2 separate regions of the Ovis aries genome follow, and region 2 is linked to region 1. Evidence: chromatin contacts called from public Hi-C data. All regions are on one chromosome and are shown on one strand. Each heading gives the region's core, a stretch centred on a gene start, on an enhancer-like site or on the middle of the called end of the contact. The rest is flanking DNA. Distances are from core to core; before and after follow the strand shown. Region 1 has its middle 4.5 kb from the start of TRNAE-CUC. Region 2 has its middle 67 kb from the start of TRNAE-CUC.

Region 1 (4,164 bases), core at 1,455-3,954:
TGATTCTACCTCAGCACAAATTTTATATGTGCCAGCCTAGTCAATATTTGAAGGTTTATGATGACTTTCTCAATTTTCCTACCCCAAAGACTTGACTATATTTGACTCCAAATCTTCCTCAATTCTTCAATGGCTACTTAGAAGATCTATTTTGATTCTTCTTGAAATTTGTTCCCCTCATGTGATGTTCTATCTGTATCCTTTTTAAACTAGGGGGGCCAGACCTAGATATACATAGAGTTTAACGTAGGTGGATTATAGAGAAAATTCAGTGAGGTATTTCTATGGTGGTGCATAAGAAAGAAGGGTGGCTTTGGAGATAATGGCTCTGAGGCTTCCAGAAAATCAGCTTTTGAAAAAAGAAATCAGATTTCTGCCGAAATGATAGTTAATCCTGTGATCTTCCATGAAATGTAGTTCATAGACAATCACCACCCAGTAACCTAGGATTATTTGTTAAAAATGAAGAATGAGGGCTCCTACCCTAGACTATGGAATCAGAATCTCTGAATGTGGTGCCTGGTAATCTACTTTTTTACTAATAATCTGTGCTGATATTTCTTACACGCACAAAATTTCAGAACCATCAATATGGTGTTAGAAATACAGGATTTTCCAACACCTAGTTGTGTGACTGTGGGCACTTCACTTGACTTCTCTGAGCTTCAGTTTCCTCATCTATCAAATGAGGTAATGACTTCTTAGAGGATGATTTATTAAAACAATAATGTGTGTGTAGTAGATACTGCTGCTTACCTACCTGATTGCCATTTTCCAGCTCTCCTTTTCTTCTCCACCTGTAGAGCCCAGTTTTGTTTGAGTAGGGTGTGTTCCGTGTGTTCAAGGAAACTGAACCATTGTGATTGACCTAAGACAATATTGGCAGTCTCATTCCTCTTGACACTGGTTGGTTTAAGTTTCTGTAAGTCATTTGATCCTGGACAATGAGATGCGGGGGTATTCTGTACAGACCTTCTGGGGTACAGTTTCCCAACCAATAAAGAGACAAGTAGGAGGTGTCCTTTTCTAGATTTTGAGATTTGTATGTGGCATCTGGTATCATTTCAGTCGTGCAACCACAAGAGGAGATGTTGTCTGCGTGCCTAGAATGTCAGTGTTGGAGGATGGATCCTCCAGGATGTTGTTTTGCTGCTCAACCAACCCTGGAAGCAGCCACTCCTCACCAGTGGCTATGAGATAGGAAACCCCTACTGCTTAAGCATGTTTTGGTTAGGTACTCTTATACCTGAAAGCATTCTGATGGACATGGCAGGTAATGCCCTGAGCATAATGCCTCATACGTAATATTTGCACAATAAAAGGCAACTATCATTATCACCATCATCATCAACAGAAATGCTGGATTTCTTATCTGTTAAATTTAGGGCGGAGATTATAGTGATAATCCTATTACAAGACATACCTGCTCAAAAATAATTACTGAAAGTTTGCATTAATTCTCCTTGGTTTCCATTCTTTGTTTCAACCTATTGGAATCATGGTGGTTCTATTATTTAACATATGACTATATCTGCTCTCCTTCCCAGCCTAGAGTTTGTCACTAATTTGAGGGATTTTTCAGCATTTAAAATTTTCGCTCAAATTTGGCCTCTGCGGAAAGATTGTAGGATTTGAATAGGAGAGATAGGCTTCCATATTGATGGTAGGAACACACTATGACTGAGAGTTATTCAGGAAACAAGCCTAGTTTCATGATTTGTCGTGAGTGGTCCCAAGTTAAGCACTATATAGGCATTTGGAGGGCAGCTTGCAGAATGTAAGGAGTTGAAAATTTGTCCCATGAATCTCATGAGGCATCTGGGGCAGTTAGCTGAAGTTAGGTGCCCTGCCCAAGGTCATTCAACAATGGTGTGATCAAAAAGGAATTAGAATTCATGGTCACAGTGCCTGGGATTCCTGTACGTGATGTTACTTGGGGGCAGCAGCAATTATTGTGGCAACAGTATCTCCGGAGAATGAGGGGACGGAAAACGGTGGAGTCAGTCTCATTGACTCATAGAATAGTACAACAGCCAAAAACCTCAGGAACTGTCTGATCCAACACTCATTTTACAGAGGAAGAAACTGACATCCATAAAGGTCAAGTGATGTTTCCAAGATTACATGGCCAACAAGTGGCAAAGCAGAGATGAGGACTTCAGTCTTGTGATGCTTGGCTTTCTGCTTTTTCCCTGTATCATTTCTGCAAAACTTATTTCAAAACACTCTTTCTAGAGTTTCCTGACATGAGAACTGCAAATATGTGGCAACATTGTAAAGCAGACTGCATTCTCTTATTAGAGCCATTGCTTAATTTTAATATATTTTACTGTCTAGTTTTATCAAAACTTCCTGGATTTCTTCTGAATTCCTAGCAGTTGTGCTAGGCAAGTACTTACTTTCATGACTGCTTTATCAAGCCATATTTGTGAAATGTGTCCATAATGTAAAGAGATAACCCTTTTGTGGCTCTAGAATTTAGCGTTATTTGTTTAGTGTTATACTCAAATAGCATGGATGAAAATTGGGGAATTATTCCTTATGACTAAACTATCATGGAGCACCAACTACATGTTAAGAATTGGTCTTGACACAGCACACATCATGATATGTCATTTTTATCCTTATAAAAAAGCCTGAAGAAGTTTATACTCCTATGGCTGTTTTACAAATGAGAGAAGCAGGGATCAAGGTCACATAGCTTAAAATCGTACAGATGGAATAAGAAGCCTGGTCCACTTGAATCCAGAACCCTTGATGGATTTGAAAAATAGAAGGAAAGGGAATTCTGACAAAGAACTGATTTGGGGTCCAAGGCACAGACCACAGGAGACAGTATTGGGAGTGAGTCATTGGGGTCATCTGCAGCGGCAAAGAGGACACTGAATTCCAGGAAGAGCAATCACCAGAAATCAAGAGGTTCGCCTATTTCACAACATTGCCTGACATTGGCCCTGATTCTGAATATCTATCAAAAATATGTTTGGTTTGGAAGGCAACCTGGCACCATCCACCAGCCAGTTGGACATGCCAAGTAGGGACTGAGGTTTTCAGACTGACATTTCACTAGCAAAGGAATTGTGCTATTGATTCTGAATTATGGGGAAGAAGAAGCCTCATCTGGCATTGGCAGATGCAACATAGGGCGGGAGTTTAGAGCACGGGCTATGGATTTAGACTTGATCTGTTTAGTGGCAGGTCACCAGTTACCAGGAATGAGACCCTGGACCAGAGACTTTTACCTGTGAATTCTCACATCTGAAACAGGGTAATAGTAGCCCTTTCCTCAGAGTCTTGTGTGGTTTCAGTGAGACAATGCATGAAAACCACTGGGGCAGAGTCAGGCAGGCAGTAGCAAGAAGTGTTCACAGTCACCACCATCACCGGTGTTGTTACTCTGCACTAGGGGAACCAGGAGAGCAGGGCTCCACTTTCTCGCTTCCTCTACAGATCTACACTCCTGCTTTCTTCAGGAGGTCACACACATTTTCAGGGCTATAGTGTCATGATAGAGAGTCAACAGCAGTGTGTGCTTCCTGAGGCACCCCTGTGCCACGTTGGAAGTAAGGCAGAGAGGAAGAGAGTGCCTGGCTACCACCGTGGGCTGTGTGTTATACTCACTCATGATAATTCTGTAAAAGTAGATCGTGTCTGAGCTAGACTTAAAGTCAAACTTCCATGTTTCTAAAATGACAAAATTTCATTATCTCATTTGTGCTCTAAAACAAGCGCAAGGGTGGAATGATTTGGGAGAATGGCATTGAAACAGGTAAATTATCATATGTGAAACGAATCTCCAGTCCCGGTTGGATGCATGAGACCGGGTGCTCAGGGCTGGTGCACTGGGATGACCCAGAAGGATGGGATGGGGAGGGAGGTAGGAGTGGGTTTCAGAATGGGGAACACATGTACACCCATGGCTGATTCATGTCAGTGTATAGCAAAAACCACTTACAATATTGTAAAGTAATTAGCCTGCAATTAAAATAAATAAATTTATATTTTAAAAAATAAATAAATAAAATACTTAATCTGACAAAGAATAAGTAAATAAAACAAGCACAAATTCACCAAGGTGACTGGGTGATGACATGGAGATGCCGACAGCACTGAAGAAGAATTTATTACTTGTATTTCCTGGAAGGAGTGGCCATGCCGTGCCAC
Region 2 (4,367 bases), core at 1,178-3,677, 72 kb before region 1:
GGTGGCCAAAATATTGGAGTTTCAGCTTTAGCATCAGTCCTTTCAATGAACACCCAGGACTGATCTCCTTTAGGATGGACTGGTTGCATCTCCTTGCAGTCCAAGGGACTCTCAAGAGTCTTCTCCAACACCACACTTCAAAAGCATCAATTCTTCGGTACTCAGCTTTCTTCACAGTCCAACTCTCACATCCATACATGACCACTGGAAAAACCGTAGCCTTGACTAGATGGACCTTTGTTGGCAAAGTAATATCTCTGCTTTTTAATATGCTGTCTAGATTGGTCATAACTTTCCTTCCAAAGAGTAAGCATCTTTTAATTTCATGGCTGCAGTCACCATCTGCAGTGATTTTGGAGCCCCCCAAAAATAAAGTCTGTCACTGTTTCCACTGATTCCACATCTATTTGCCATGAAGTGATGGGATCAGACGCCATGATCTTAGTTTTCAGAATATTGAGCTTTAAGCCAACTTTTTCACTCTCCTCTTTCACTTTCATCAAGAGGCTTTTTAGGTCCTCTTCACTTTCTGCCATAAGGGTGGTGTCATCTGCATATCTGAGGTTCTTGATATTTCTCCTGGCAAACTTGATTCCAGCTTGTGCTTCTTCCAGCCCAGCGTTTCTCATGATGTACTCTGCTTAGAAGTTAAATGAGCAGGGTGACAATATACAGCCTTGATGTATTCCTTTTCCTATTTGGAACCAGTCTGTTGTTCCATGTCCAGTTCTAACTGTTGCTCCCTGAACTGCATATAGGTTTCTCAAGAGGCAGGTCAGGTGGTCTGGTATTCCCATCTCTCTCAGAATTTTCCACATTTTGTTGTGATCCACACAGTCAAAGGCTTTGGCATAGTCAATAAAGCAGAAGTAGATGTTTTTCTGGAACTCTCTTGCTTTTTTGATGATCCAGCGGATGTTGGCAATTTGATCTCTGGTTCCTCTGCCTTTTCTAAAACCAGCTTGAACATCTGGAAGTTTATAGTTCACATATTGCTGAAGCCTGGCTTGGAGAATTTTAGCATTACTAGCGTGTGAGATGAGTGCAATTGCACTCATCCCTTATAGTAGGGGGTGGCTAATGAGGTTTAAGAGTTGTTGGGAGAGCAGCATTGTCAGATAAAATGTGAATTTCCCAGTTAAATTTGAATTTCAGATAAACAATGAATAATTTTCAATTTACCTAATATGTGACTCAAGAGTAAAGAATCTGTCTCCAATGCAGGAGACTCAGGTTTGATCCGAGTCAGGAAGATCCCCTGGAGAAGGAAATGGCAACCCACTCCAGTATTCTTGCCTGGGAATCCCAAGGACAGAGGAGCCTGGAGGGCCACAGTCCATGGGGTCACAAGAGTCAGACCTGACTTAGCAACTAAACCACCACCACCATATAATATATTATTGTTTTCATTTACCAAATTGGCAACTCTACCGGTGAGGCTTCTGGGAAGCAAGCTAGAATACTTCTTTGGCCCTTTTCCCCCTTTCTCCTCTTTCCTGGGTTATGGATAGGAAAGCTGAGACTTCAGCAGCCATGTTGGATCATAAGGTTGAGAGAAAGAGGAAAGACTTGGGGTCCCTGATAATTGAACACCTTCCAACCTTTTAAGTGAGAATAAACTACTGACTTGCTTTAGCCACTAGTAGTACTTCTGTTATTTGCATCCAGTTGCTATTCCTAACTGACACAGTCATAATAACAAGTGCACTGTTAACTTAGCTGTTAAGTCTGTTTACTCTGTGTCATCTGCCTCTTATGTAACACAAGCTACTTCACTTTCACTTAAGTTTTTTAAGACCTAAAGAGGGACGGATGGTGCTCTTTCTACCCTCTGAAATGACAGCCCCTCACCATGAATTTCTACATGACATTATTGCCTTTTTTACAAATAACATATATGTATTTTGAGCACTTGCTTCAGGTGATTAATAATAATAATAATAATAATAATAATATTACTAAAGCAGAACAGTTCTAATCTCTGCACAAATATTTGATCTGAAACCTCAAGTCCCATCAAACGATACTCTGAAACCCCAGAATTATTATTTCAAATCAGTAAAATCACATTTGAATTTTGATCTTTTGCTTAGAGAAAAAAAATTTATATAGTGTAGGTCTTCATTAGCCCTTATATTGACAAACGTTCTTCTCTGTGGTAAAGATTAGCTGAGCATAGTCATGTGCACAGGTAAAGTTGATTTGCAAAGCTCCATCGATAATTCAGGAATGATATAAGCCCTAACTCCTCCAGGCTTGTTAGCAAGTTGACTTCTTTGAATGTTCCCTGTGAGTCATGTGGGGAAATTCAGGGGGTCATAGGATTGGCCTCGTTATGTATGAGGTCAAGCTAAATAGCTTAGCTCTGCTGGGTGTGCAGAGGAAAAGAGGTTCCTGGGCTGTGAACTGTATAAATCCCTGCCCTTCCTTTTGCAGTGGAATCTTTCGAAGGTTAAGTCATAGTAAATAATCAACTAAGATTTCTCAGATTGGCCGCATTTACCTTTCTCTGAAAAAAAAAATTTTCCCCATGAAGACAAAGCAACTTTGGCATGAGAGCAATATTTCCTTTTAGGCCTTCCTGCTTCAGACATTCAGAAAACAAGATCAGGCCTGGCCTAACTGGCAGAGGCTGCCTGGGGCAGACAGCTAGACTTGCCATGTGGGTGAGTGGAGGTGAATTAGAATTTAAGAGAAGGGAAGGGAAATTCCCATTTCATGTTGTAAGATTCTGCACAAGCCTTTCAGAGGTGAGCAGAGTCTTGCCCTTCACCTATCATTGGGGGTAAATGATTAACTCCTGAAATCTGAGGAGTATATGTATATATATTATAATATATACATTGTTAACAAGTAATGCACAAATTGAATAAGATTGACCTAGAAGGTCTGACTTTGGTATTTGGTGACAGGTCATGATACCATGATTGTTAGCTCAGGAAAATTGACAGATGAGCATATTTGTACATGTCCATATTACAGATGCAAATAAAAGTTGACTGATGTGAATTGTGGGGGAAAAAAAACATATCTGCTGAGTAGTATTATCTATGCAATGTTAAGGGGGAAAAATTGTAATTTTTTTTTTTGTTCAGAGTGCATTAATTTCTATTTTGACCACAGCATATTGATTATATTTATATTGAATACCCATCCAGCAAGCATTCACTGAGTGCCTACTATGTCCCAGGCTAAGTACGATGTGCTGGCAATGCACCCAGTAGTATAGGGCTGATAGCTGAAAGCATAATAATGCCTTTGAACTTCACAAGTAGGTTAGAATTTTACAAGACCCCTCTATTCTCTTCCCTCAACAAGAACACAGCCTGAGCCAGCCACCTGCCTTGGACTGTGATCTCTTAAGACAATGACAATTGCTGTTTAAAACAAAAGTGCACATGGGCTTATCTGTAAGTTTTTCCTTTCTTTTAACAACCTTATTAGAAGCCCCGTAGTAAAAATTAAAAGACCTTTTTTTGTTAGAAATCTTTTCTCTGCTAGTGAATAATAACAACTTTGGTCAAGTTTTTAAATTTTTCTGAGACTAGATTTAAATATTTATAAAATGAGATGGTAGAAAGTAGGGCTAGGCTGAGTTAATGATTCAGTTTTAGAATAAGCAATAAGAGAAGGTTACTAGCCACTAACAAACGGTATGATCTCAGGGTAGTCACTCAAACTGCTTAAAGACTCAGTTTCCTTATCTGAGAAATGGGAATAATGTGCTTATTGTTAGAATGAAGTGGGTTAATGGGTATCACACCTGGTTCAATGCAAGGCATAGCAGAAATACCCCGTGAATGTAACAATGTTCATCCTACTAAAAAATTATCTGTCTTGGTCTATTGTATGTATATATGTGTGTGTGTGTATGTATCTCTCTCGTTCTCTATCATCTCTCTATCATCACTGTTATCTTAGTGGTTAACTGAGGTATGTCAGCATCCTAGGGCACAAAAATGCAAAGGATTTTTTTTTTTTACCCTGCCAATCAGTGTCTAGCCCCTCTTTCTATCCCTCAACAACATCTAGGGCAGACTGTAGAAATTTTCAGTTTTTAAAAGCTAGGTCCATGCAGTTTGAATCTTACTCTAGTTCACAGCTTCTCTCCTCCCTCCGCCCTTCCCTAGGCTCGGGTGCATTGGCAGAGAGGAGGGAAAGAGGAGGGGACACACCTCTTAACCGGCCACCCGCCTCTGCAGCCCTCTCACCACTGTGGGTCCTCTGCCTCAGGCTGCCCCTGCTGGCACACTGATGCCTGAGGCTGGCAGCACACCGTGGATCTGGGGGCACCCTGTGGGGCTCCTGACTGTACAGATCAGTGACCTGGAGGGCCTGGCCCTGGGTGGACTTCCTGTCCTCTTGAG

Evidence for each region. Hi-C and Micro-C count contacts between places; a contact is called where the count stands out from the background.
Region 2: a contact with region 1 is called in a Hi-C map of mixed tissues, with 2.7 times the contacts expected there. The contact joins two enhancer-like sites. A contact is called at or near these places in 3 of 16 Hi-C or Micro-C datasets (liver, mixed tissues and muscle).

The regions. Positions count from the first base shown.
Region 1 is chr3:129,397,766-129,401,929 of ARS-UI_Ramb_v3.0, reverse strand. No RefSeq gene overlaps it. Among named protein-coding and RNA genes, the nearest start is that of TRNAE-CUC, 4.5 kb to the left of the region's middle. Within about 2 kb of position 2,704, at least 6 of the 54 cell types and tissues checked have an H3K27ac peak or open chromatin away from gene starts, as enhancers often do.
Region 2 is chr3:129,469,476-129,473,842 of ARS-UI_Ramb_v3.0, reverse strand. No RefSeq gene overlaps it. Among named protein-coding and RNA genes, the nearest start is that of TRNAE-CUC, 67 kb to the right of the region's middle. Within about 2 kb of position 2,427, at least 7 of the 54 cell types and tissues checked have an H3K27ac peak or open chromatin away from gene starts, as enhancers often do.